Regions from separate parts of the Gossypium arboreum genome. Here region 1 is linked to region 2. A link is a contact called in public Hi-C data. All regions are on one chromosome and are shown on one strand. Each heading gives the region's core, a stretch centred on a gene start, on an enhancer-like site or on the middle of the called end of the contact. The rest is flanking DNA. Distances are from core to core; before and after follow the strand shown. Region 1 holds the start of LOC108481691 (zinc finger protein ZAT9-like). Region 2 holds the start of LOC108482787.

The links. A called contact is a pair of places that touch in the nucleus more often than the background predicts.
Region 1: a contact with region 2 is called in a Hi-C map of leaf, with 4 times the contacts expected there. The contact joins the promoter of LOC108481691 here to the promoter of LOC108482787 in region 2. A contact is called at or near these places in 2 of 5 Hi-C or Micro-C datasets (both in leaf).

What each region holds. Positions count from the first base shown.
Region 1 is chr7:68,327,020-68,332,382 of ASM2569848v2, forward strand. LOC108481691 (zinc finger protein ZAT9-like) reads left to right here and starts at 3,422. Exons shown (of 1, transcript XM_017784791.2): 1 at 3,422-5,271. The coding sequence starts at 3,746. The coding sequence ends at 4,858.
Region 2 is chr7:67,770,307-67,775,241 of ASM2569848v2, forward strand. It overlaps LOC108482787, which reads right to left and starts at 2,034. Exons shown (of 2, transcript XM_017785898.2): 1 at 1,706-2,034; 2 at 922-1,402. The coding sequence starts at 1,803. The coding sequence ends at 1,120.

The DNA of each region.
Region 1 (5,363 bases), core at 2,172-4,671, 560 kb after region 2:
ATCTAAATAGTCCATTAATTAATTTTAGCGACTAATATTATCAAAGACGAAGCCGAAATAAGTTGAATTTAATAGTCATAATTAAATTGAGTGACAATTAATTTGAGGGTTTAACTGATTTATTTTTCTAAGGATTTTCTATACCTTTAAACCAATAACAAATTCTATATTAATAGTTTAAAATATTTTCAAACACATGCTTTAGTTTATAATATAATTTTTAGATTTTATTCAATATAAGGTTGCTAAAAATGAATAGGGAATCATATTGTGTGTTTAAGTTAGAACTTGTTTTTCCTATGCTACACTAAAAACCCAGAATCATGTTGTAGATGGAAGGAAGTCAACGATTCTTTGTAGACAAATTAATGCAATGGAAAAGTTTAAATAGTCTCCATCATATATAGCTTCAAGTGGACTCTTCCTACCAAAAGTGCCCTTCCATTACCTCTTTGACTTTGGAATTTGCCTACTTCATCAACTACGTACAACTAGCAAGCAAATGCAATTAGAAAATTATTTGTGTGGTTTTGCTTCCAATGTGGGTTGATTAGTCTTCAGAATTATAGATTATTAATTTACATTCAACTCATGGAAGATAACACACAGTAAATCAATTACATCTTGGAGATATATAATGTAACAATGTCTACCATAGGAATTAATTAATTCCAAGCCTCTGGCCATTGTTTTCATGATTGTAAGTCACTAAATTAATAAATCATCATCCATAGTATCAAAGTCATAAATAACATATCATTATATGTATTACACAACGACTAAAAAGATTTTCATATATAAATAAAAACACTACGTATTTTATTAGACCAAGACGAGAGTAATGATTTAGATGAAATTTCCATGTAATGGTGATCCTATTTGGGGCAAAAAAAAAACGAGGAACGCGGTTGGAGTTGGGCTGTGGCCCCTGGTTTAAGACTTAACCGACGACAAATGCGCGACGAGTGATAATTAGTGAACCTAGCTATTTGTTAAAAGGTGTTTACGCCATGCGAGGCTGACTACAATATTTCCCACCGACAAGTAAAATATAACGCACCAGTTACAGCATAATATCATTATTTGTTTTTTATAATAATAATCAGCATTTCGAGTGGTCATAGAAAATACCTTTTACTTTCTTTAAAATCAAAGAGAGGTTCCAGTGCTCCAACTCATAATTTCACGTGACAAACTCTACTAGCACCGGAATGCCTTAAAACGAACACTCCGTTGTGCTCGTTTTCTTCCCCCTCTGCAAAACTTTCCAGTTGAGACGAAACTTCCCCACCAGCAGGAAATAGCGTCCAAAGTGCAGCCATTTCTTTTTATGATTCCCTGAATATTATATATCAGTGCGGAGGTTATTAAGCGCGTAGTGCAATGTGCTAGATCGAACCTTATTTAAACCTGAATCAAACAATGACACACGGAAGCTTTGATAGACAATTTTAAGGGGCGTCCTCAACCAATTATCCCTTCATCAATTGGCTACTTTAACCTGGGTATGCAAGCTTTTGGATCTCATATCCATATCTTCCTTAACAAGCGGAAACCCAATAACATACGCAATCCCTTTACGATTTGTCTGAGCAACCATGGAAGTTGCTCCATATTTATCTGTAAAACTCAGCACTTGAACTGCCTAGCTACAAATAGTATGACCCACCAGATTACACTAGTATCTTGTTATTGTCAATCTAAAACTAGCCAAGAAGACATCCCACGACATACCACTGTCGCTTACATTATAAATCTTCATACTAAATATATGGTTCCATTCAGCATAAAGCAACAATGGTTAAAGCTCCTTTATCAACACCTCAATTATCAAGATTTAAACTATACTATTGTTAATATGTACCAAAAAATTAATAAATATATGATCATCTTTACTCATTTGCAAATATATTTATTTATTGCTTGAAATGGAGTCAGTGAAAGAAGTTGAATCAGCACTACCGTACTTCAACCTATACTTTTTCTACCAAACTAACTATACTTTCTTTTTTATTATTATTTTTCGCATTTGCAGTTGCTTTGTGAGATTATAAGTTTTTAACCCTAAATTACCAAGGTTGAATTTCAATTTTGGAGTCCACCTATAATAATATATATTTGGACCTTGTTTCATACCACTCCTGACTGTTGATTGGAATTATTAAAATGCCAATGATTATCAGATCAAGAATTGATCTTAGTAATATCACGAAATGGGAGATAGCAGTTGTGAGATGTTGATGGGTCAGCAGATGGTCGATCGATGAATGTGATGTGTCATATTGATACACTCAAGCCATGCAATGGAGCATGTACAAGGTTGAAGCTACTGCCTGTTAATACAACAAAAAGAAAAAAAAAAAGGAGGGGGGAGTCGGCCCTGTTGTGCGATCATTTCACCCCATCTTCCTGTTAGGCCAAAAACCCATACGACGAAGAGATAAAGGGGTGGCCGATCAAAAGAGTAGTTTAATGCTCACGGCACTCTCCTGTAATGTCTGTCATCTCCAGCGACATGTTCTACTGGTCTGGGTCACGCCAGCTCCAGTCCCTATATCCACTTTGAATTGGTCTAAACCAGAGTGCAGAGACACGATGTTAATGTGCCCCACAAAGATTTGAAACCAGTTCCTTTTGGGCTAATGTTACAGCGTCATTTCAAATATCTAATACAAAGTGAAATTAAAAATGTAAGACATTTACCAATATGAAATTGAACATTATTAAATAGTAACATTGGGGTTATACTTATATTTCTGGTGAGCCCCACAAAAGACATGGATAAATGGGTGTAATTTACAATTAATGTGTTAATTGATGTATGGACTAAGACCGGGTCTACCGAACCCTAACAAAACGGCATTTACTCTTCCTCCAATTTCCATAGAAAACTCCTTCCTCGATGGGATGGGAGGTTAGTTTCCCCCACCCTCCATTTCTAATTTCCATCCAGTTTCAACCAAAATTTTAATTAAAAGAAGATCCATAATTAAAGGAAAACAAAGTTGACATTATACTGAATATTCCTATTTTGGTAAAAACCAAAATCGGTTCTGCCGCCAAGCAACAGTGTCAGTTAACTGATGCTCCCCATTTTAATTGCTGTAAAAACTAAATTAAGTTGGTGTTGACACGTGGACAAAGGTGTTAGAAGATTTTAATTCCCACTTCTGTTTTACGTCACAGCTTAGTGATTTTAACCTATGCTCATTTTTGTTTGGTAGGGGAGACACTTTGTGGTTTTTCATATTATGCTTCGTGGTTACAACAAACCAAACCACTGGTTCTTTTAATTTTGCAAAATTAGAGCATTTTCTGCTATGACAAAAATCCAATTTGTTTTGGCGAGTGGTAAAAAAGGGCAATTTAGGAAGTTTAGATTAGGGAATAAATACAGAAACGGGCAAGTCTCGCATGTTACATGTCGCTCTTTCTTCCTTCATGCATACGCTTTTATTAAATCTTTATTTATTCATACTTTGCCGTTTTAAGAGACCCAAAAACTAATAACCCATTTTGTTATTTTTAATCTTAGTAAATATTTTTGAAATTTTTGTTGCATCTTTGTATGTATCTCTTGGTGGAGGAATGCTTGTCACCTACTCTTTTTTTAGTTTTTCAGTCCCTTTAAAATTTTCTCTCACAAGGGAAAGACACAGCCCAGAATTCACACACTTTCAGACATACACAGACCTCTAGAACTGTGTTTCCTCTGTTTATCCCACTTCTCCTTTTTTTCTGGGCAATGGAGAAACATAAGTGTAAGTTGTGTTTCAAAAGCTTTGCAAATGGAAGAGCTTTGGGTGGTCATATGAGGTCTCATATGTTGAATCTTCCAATTCCTCCCAAACTTGCAGAACAAGAACGATTGGGATTACCACGACCAACGAATCAACTCAGCCAAGAGTCAGAGTCAGAGTCGGCTTCGGCATCTTATTCGTCGTCTTCATCGGAAGAAGAAGAAGAAGGGGAGGAAAAAGGGCAGTTTTATGGGCTTCGAGAGAATCCAAAGAGAAGTGTTCGGTTGGTAGATCCTGAGTTTATTGATGCTGGCTCGGTTGTTCTTCAAGACAGGGAAAGTGAGACGGAGTCCTCTAAGAACCCAACTCGAAGACGATCTAAACAGACTCGGAGAATACTAGAAAATCATCAGCAACAAAGACAGGAACAACAAGAAGAAAGAAAGAAGCTTAAAGTTAACAACAGCAGCAGCAACAACAACAACAACCAAGTGAGCAAGACCGAGCCTTGGGCTGAGCCTGAACCGGTGAGTTCGATCTCCGACGCAACAACTGAAGAAGATGTCGCTTTCTGTCTTATGATGCTTTCAAGGGACCAATGGAAAAGCAAAGTACTCCATCTGGATGATGAAGAAGGCACAGAAATAGAAAAGTCCACGGAACAAAGTTATGAATTACAAGAGTACTTCAAATTAAGCAAGGTGAATAGAGCGACCCGAGGTAAGTACAAGTGTGAAACGTGTAACAAGGTTTTTAAATCGTACCAAGCACTGGGTGGGCACAGAGCGAGTCACAAAAAGATGAAAGCTTACTCACCACCGGCAACTCATAATACAGAGTTGGAGCCGGAAAATGTGGGTACTGGACCTAGTTCAATGACCGACAAGAAAATCCACGAATGCCCTGTTTGTTTTAGAGTCTTCTCGTCTGGACAAGCTCTTGGTGGACATAAAAGATCTCATGTGGTAGCGACAACTGAAACCCCTGTTAGAAGTTCCAAAAAGTTGGGAGATAGTTTCATAGATCTTAATCTCCCTGCTCCAATGGATGACGATGATGCTAGCCAAATTGAACTTTCCGCCGTCTCCGATGCTGAATTTGTCAACCATATCAAGTGAGGAACGGTGAACCATTTTTTGTTCGTGGTTTACAACAATGTTCGATCCAGATTCAAAGGTAAAACCAACCAACTTTGGTTGCGTCCAGCTATTTTTGGCATCTAAGATTTTTCCTCTATAGTAAAACATCGGCTTGTAAGGCCTTTTTCTTTTTATTCATAGGCTGTTTCTACTCTATTCTAACTGTAATTCTTTTCTCTGAATTGTCTTTTACAGTTCTGTTCTGTTTGTAAAAAACCTGATCATTAATTTCACTGTTGGATTAGATCTTCTGGGTTTCTTTGACATTTTAATCCAGAGTAGCACTAACAAGCATTCTTGTTAATGGGTTGTTAATCAAAGCTTCCTACTTTTCTAAACCCAGTTTTGTTTTCCTTTTTTCCTCAATGCAAGAAAATTCCTTCTCAAAAGAATGTTCTCAAGACACCAAGAAAATTGTTTTTTCACTTAAAAAAAAATGGTGGCTTCCATTTGGCGCTACTGAAAATTGTTACAAGTTCATCGA
Region 2 (4,935 bases), core at 784-3,283:
TGGGACATCATTGTTTTTATTTATGCTCACTTCTTCGAATCAGCTTCACATGAAAGTGGTCAGACCAAAAAGTTGAATAACTAGAAGAAGAAGAAGAAGAAGAAGAAGAAGAAGAAGAAGAAGAAGAAGAAGGGAGGACGTCGTCTATGGATTCAGCTTCATTGTCACTTCACAGCCCCAATGAAAAAGGGGAAAAAATAAAAAGGGTTTGTTGGTTTGTCATAAATGGGCAGACAGACACAGTGGCTGAGAGACTTTATGAGTTTGTGTGTACTTCGGAGATATTTTACAGAGCAAGCATGTAAAATATATATGTACAGCTAATGACTTAAATGAATGGCTTGGCCAATCTGTCCTCTCCTATACTCTACTTCAACCTCAATGTTAAAACATTTACCATGCTTTTTTATTTTCTTCACGGAAGGTCGTGTTTGACATTTTTATAATATATAAAATGACCCATTTTGCAGGCAATTCTCATCTTGTCTTTTTCTTCTAAAAACTAATCATGGGAGGGCCTCGCAATTAAAGGCCTTGAATGAATCCATAAAAGTTTGCAGCTTTAGGTGCCATGAATTTTCTTTGGTCTAAAAGACAAAACAAATTAAGTGCATTGAATTCTCCTTAAGAGATTCAACAAAGTGAAAGGAAATGGACGTGCTACTCCCCCACTCACCCTTTCGTGGTCACCAAACAAACCCTAGCGTCCACATAAATAATAGTCACCCTAAACTCCCCCATGCTTATCCAAACAAGGCTCATGTAATTTGTTATATTAGAGTGACTTCCTGGGACATTTTTAATTAGGTGATATCCAACATTTTTCATGCAGGCAACCTGTTTCTAATTTTCCAAATCTAACACTAGGACAAACGGGGGAAGGAACAGAAAAAAGCTTAAAAACTTGTGCCACCGATCCAATTTGATAAAAAAAAGTTGTACATTATTTTATTAACAATTTACAGGGAAAAAGTGAAACTGAAAACCATACTGTCAACAAAATGCATCCATAACCTCAAAAGAAAACACACCTTATAAACATTTTGCTACTATCAACACACCAAAAAAGTTGGTTTTCTTTACTCTTTCTTTTGGGGGTGGAAGAGAGGTTCTTTTTTCTCAACACATGACATCCTTGAGAAGCTTGTACCTGCGTGTGGTAGGCCTGGGAGAAGGAGTGCCGCTGCTCTTTCCTTTGTGATCACCACCACTACTCTCGTCTCGATCGTGTTGCTTGATCTTGTCACCCGAATACTCGGATCGGTTTACGATTATTCCACTTCCGTTTCCACCTGATGATTTCTTTGAAGAGCTTCCATGCCTTGAGTTTCTTTCTTCGCTTTGGCACCAATCACACAGTCCAATTGGCTCTGCCAACTCGCTGTAATAGTTGCTGCAATACCTGCAAGGATAAACAAGTCGTTTCGAGCCATAAAATAAGAGAAACTTAAAAGATTTTTCTTTGTTTTTTTATATAAAAAAATTGGGTATTAAAAAACATGAAATATGGTTTATCTATAATAAGATGATGATAGCTTAGGATGTTGAGTTGGGGTTTTACGAAACCATGTTGGTTGGTGGTGCTTGGGGGAGATGTGGTGGGCATCCAGTTATCTACTTGGTAAGATAATTCAGTTAGGGGTAGCTTTCAAGCCCAGTGATGATGATGATGATGAAGATGATGGAAAGAGAGAATAATACATACGAGTGTTGAAAGCGGTGGTGGCACTTGTTACAGCGGAAGAGTTTGTCAGGAAAACCAACGTCGCCGCACATGCAGCAGACAGTTTGAAGATCCACCATTACTGAAGGAGGAGTTGAATTATATATGCTGAAAAACAAGAGAATAAGAAGAGGTAGAAGAAGATGGCTTGAAAAAGAAAGAAAAAAGAAAAGAGCGCGAGAAAGGGGCCGGAGGTGGGGTGATGAAGATAACTACAAGAGAGCCATACTATATATCTATATAAAGAAAGAGAATGGTTTCAGAATTCAGAGTCGGTGTATGAAATCCCATACATTAATTTTTTAACCATTTATGTACCAAAAAGAAATTGATTAATTTATATATCTTCATAGGTAGACCACAGGTTGCTTGCAGTCGTTTTCAGTTAGAGAAAGAGAGAGAGGGAGAGAAAGATGTGAACCTTAAAATTTATGTGCAAGAAAATGACATTTATGTCCTTTGAGGATTTCTTTTTACCTTTTTTTTTTTTTCATCTTTTGTCTTCTTTCCATTTATATTAATTAATTAATTAATTAATTTAACTTTTTCTGGTTCTTGTTCCTTTGCCATTTACTATTGGCAACTTATGAGCTCCTACGCTACCCCACGCTCCTCTCCTTCCCATTTATATTAAGAAACATGTTTGTCATCGCGCTATATACCTCAAAACTTCATTTCTTTATTTTTAAAACAAAACATTCATGATTATTTTTAAGTAAGATTAAAGAATTGCCCAAGTATCAAATACATAATTGATTTCTGTTGTAAACTTGGGTAATGTTTGATTCATATAAAAACTTACAAAAAAATGTTTTTATCCTTTTTATATTTGTTTTACGGAAAATGATTAATTAATCAACATAAAAAAAACCTTTTTTTTTCTAAAATATGACTTTTCTTTTGAATGAGCTTGAATCATTTTTTGAAAAGAATCTCTAATGAATAATTTGATTTTTTTAACCAAATCAAATATTATATTAAAAATAATTTTTTAATTTTATTTTTTAAAATATTTAAAAATAATATGAAATTGATTTCAACTATTGTAGCTGACATGGCACTGAAAGCGCTTTCAGCTGGGCGTGCTTTCAGTGCATTTTTTTGCCATGATACTGAAAAGCGCCCTGTAGAGAGTGTTTTCACTCTCCCGATTTCAACTGCTGCAAAGTTCCCACTCATCCGTTAAACATCCCGATATAATATTTTCTAAATCATTTTGCCACTCACCCCCTGTTGTATAAATGGATCATTTTCAACATCAGTGTCATAAGTCAATTTCAAGCATACTGAATTGCACGAAGAGGAAGTTCGCAAGACATTCGTAAGGCATAATTTCGAGCAAACACGTAATTACATCAAGTAAGGTTCGATTTTTGTTGTTCATATATAATTACAACTCTATTTTTCTGCATAATGTTTTTGTTTCCAACATGCGAAATAGGTTATTTCGTTGAAATGAGTGAACAAATTAATGTTTTTGTTTATTACGACAATGAAGTTCGTGACACCGACATTAGGGTTATTTTTTCATTGGAGAACACAACGCGATTGGCTTTCAACTCGAACATACAATTGCTAGAGCTCCGTGCATGAATTAGATGAAAAATCATCAAATCCACCTAAATGAGAGTATCGTTATTGAAATATCGATTCTGTGTTTCTGTTGACCCCATCAAATATAAGGATTTCAATATCAAAGGTGCAAAGGGGATGGAAGTGATGGTCCAAATGCATATTGCTAATAAATCACCAATACTCTAGTTATATGTGGAGTTTGCAAACACAGATGAAGGCGGTCAGAGGTCGACATATGTTCCAATTCGAGAGGCTAGAATGGAAGAGCAAGCTGAAAGTCTAATGACACAATTGTGTGTTGGGTTCACGACTTTGTTAGAAAGTTCCTATTATAATATCCTGGAATCATCAATGGGAAGACACTCATCGGTTTCAGCCTTAGATTTCAATCGTAATAAACAGAACATCTAGCAGTTAGGCTTTGGCGGTAACCCAAAATACTAGACCTAGCATGACACTTAGTTAGTGGATTTGATTTCAACTTTAGTCAATCGATATTTTGCATCGAGAAAACTTATAAAGGTATGGCATCAAGTTCCATCGATAGGCAATTCGTAGGTGATTTTGGTTGTTCCGACAACTATACAAGAAGGGATGATGAACTCGTTACAACCTCTACCAGTGAGAGGACATCCAATCTTAGACATGCTGGGGGGTTTAAGATTAAAAAGAACATTGAATCTGATGATGATCTAATCCGAGAGTTCGAGTTAGATGGTTCAGAAATTACATTATTTTTTAAACTAGAGTCGATTCTAACTAAACCAGAAGATGAAAGTTCAGACGGTGAAGGTCTAGACGAAGATGACAAAGAAGATCCGTGGTTTAAGGTAAATTCACCTCTGATTCACATAAATAATGTGGATCTCTCAACAGAATGTGGGTTAGAGTTTTTAAAATTCCTACACAAAAGACAGAGCCAAGCAAGTTCTTTACTAGATTCGAGTGATTTAGAAGCGGGGAATGAGTTTTCCTCTAAAAATGCTTTTGTCACAGCAGTGAAGCGATACGACATAAAGAATGAGGTACACTTCTATGTTGTTAAATCATGATCAGAGAAATTTAAGGCAAAATGTACAATGAGAAACAATAGATGTGCATGGAAAACCATGGCTTCTTTGAAGAAAAAGACGTGGTGCAAACCATAAAGAAATATATCGCTCCACATACGTGTGTTGCCACGGGTAATGCATTAAGTTTGTTTGATATTTGTGGTATTGAATTCCTAATTTTAATGTACTTGTGTTGTTACAGGTATTATATAGAATCATCCAAACTTGGATTTAGAGATGTTCACGAACATAATATTACCTATGGTGAAAGTGAGTCATAGAATTTCCATGTCGATTTTATTGAAAATGTAACCACCCCTTAACCCCGTCCCGTCGCTAGAATAGGATTACGGAGCATTACCAGTCTTTACAATACTTTTATGCATTAGACGGGGATAATTATGATACATAAATTAAAATTATGTCATTTTGTATCTTAAATGGGCCTATATTGATTACTATAAACATTTGAATCCAACTGGGGTTCGATCGGAAGCTTATAAAAATTTTCGTGAAAACTTAAAAATTCCCTTTTGTGAACAGTGTCACACGCCCGTGTGACCTGGGGGACACACCCATGTACCC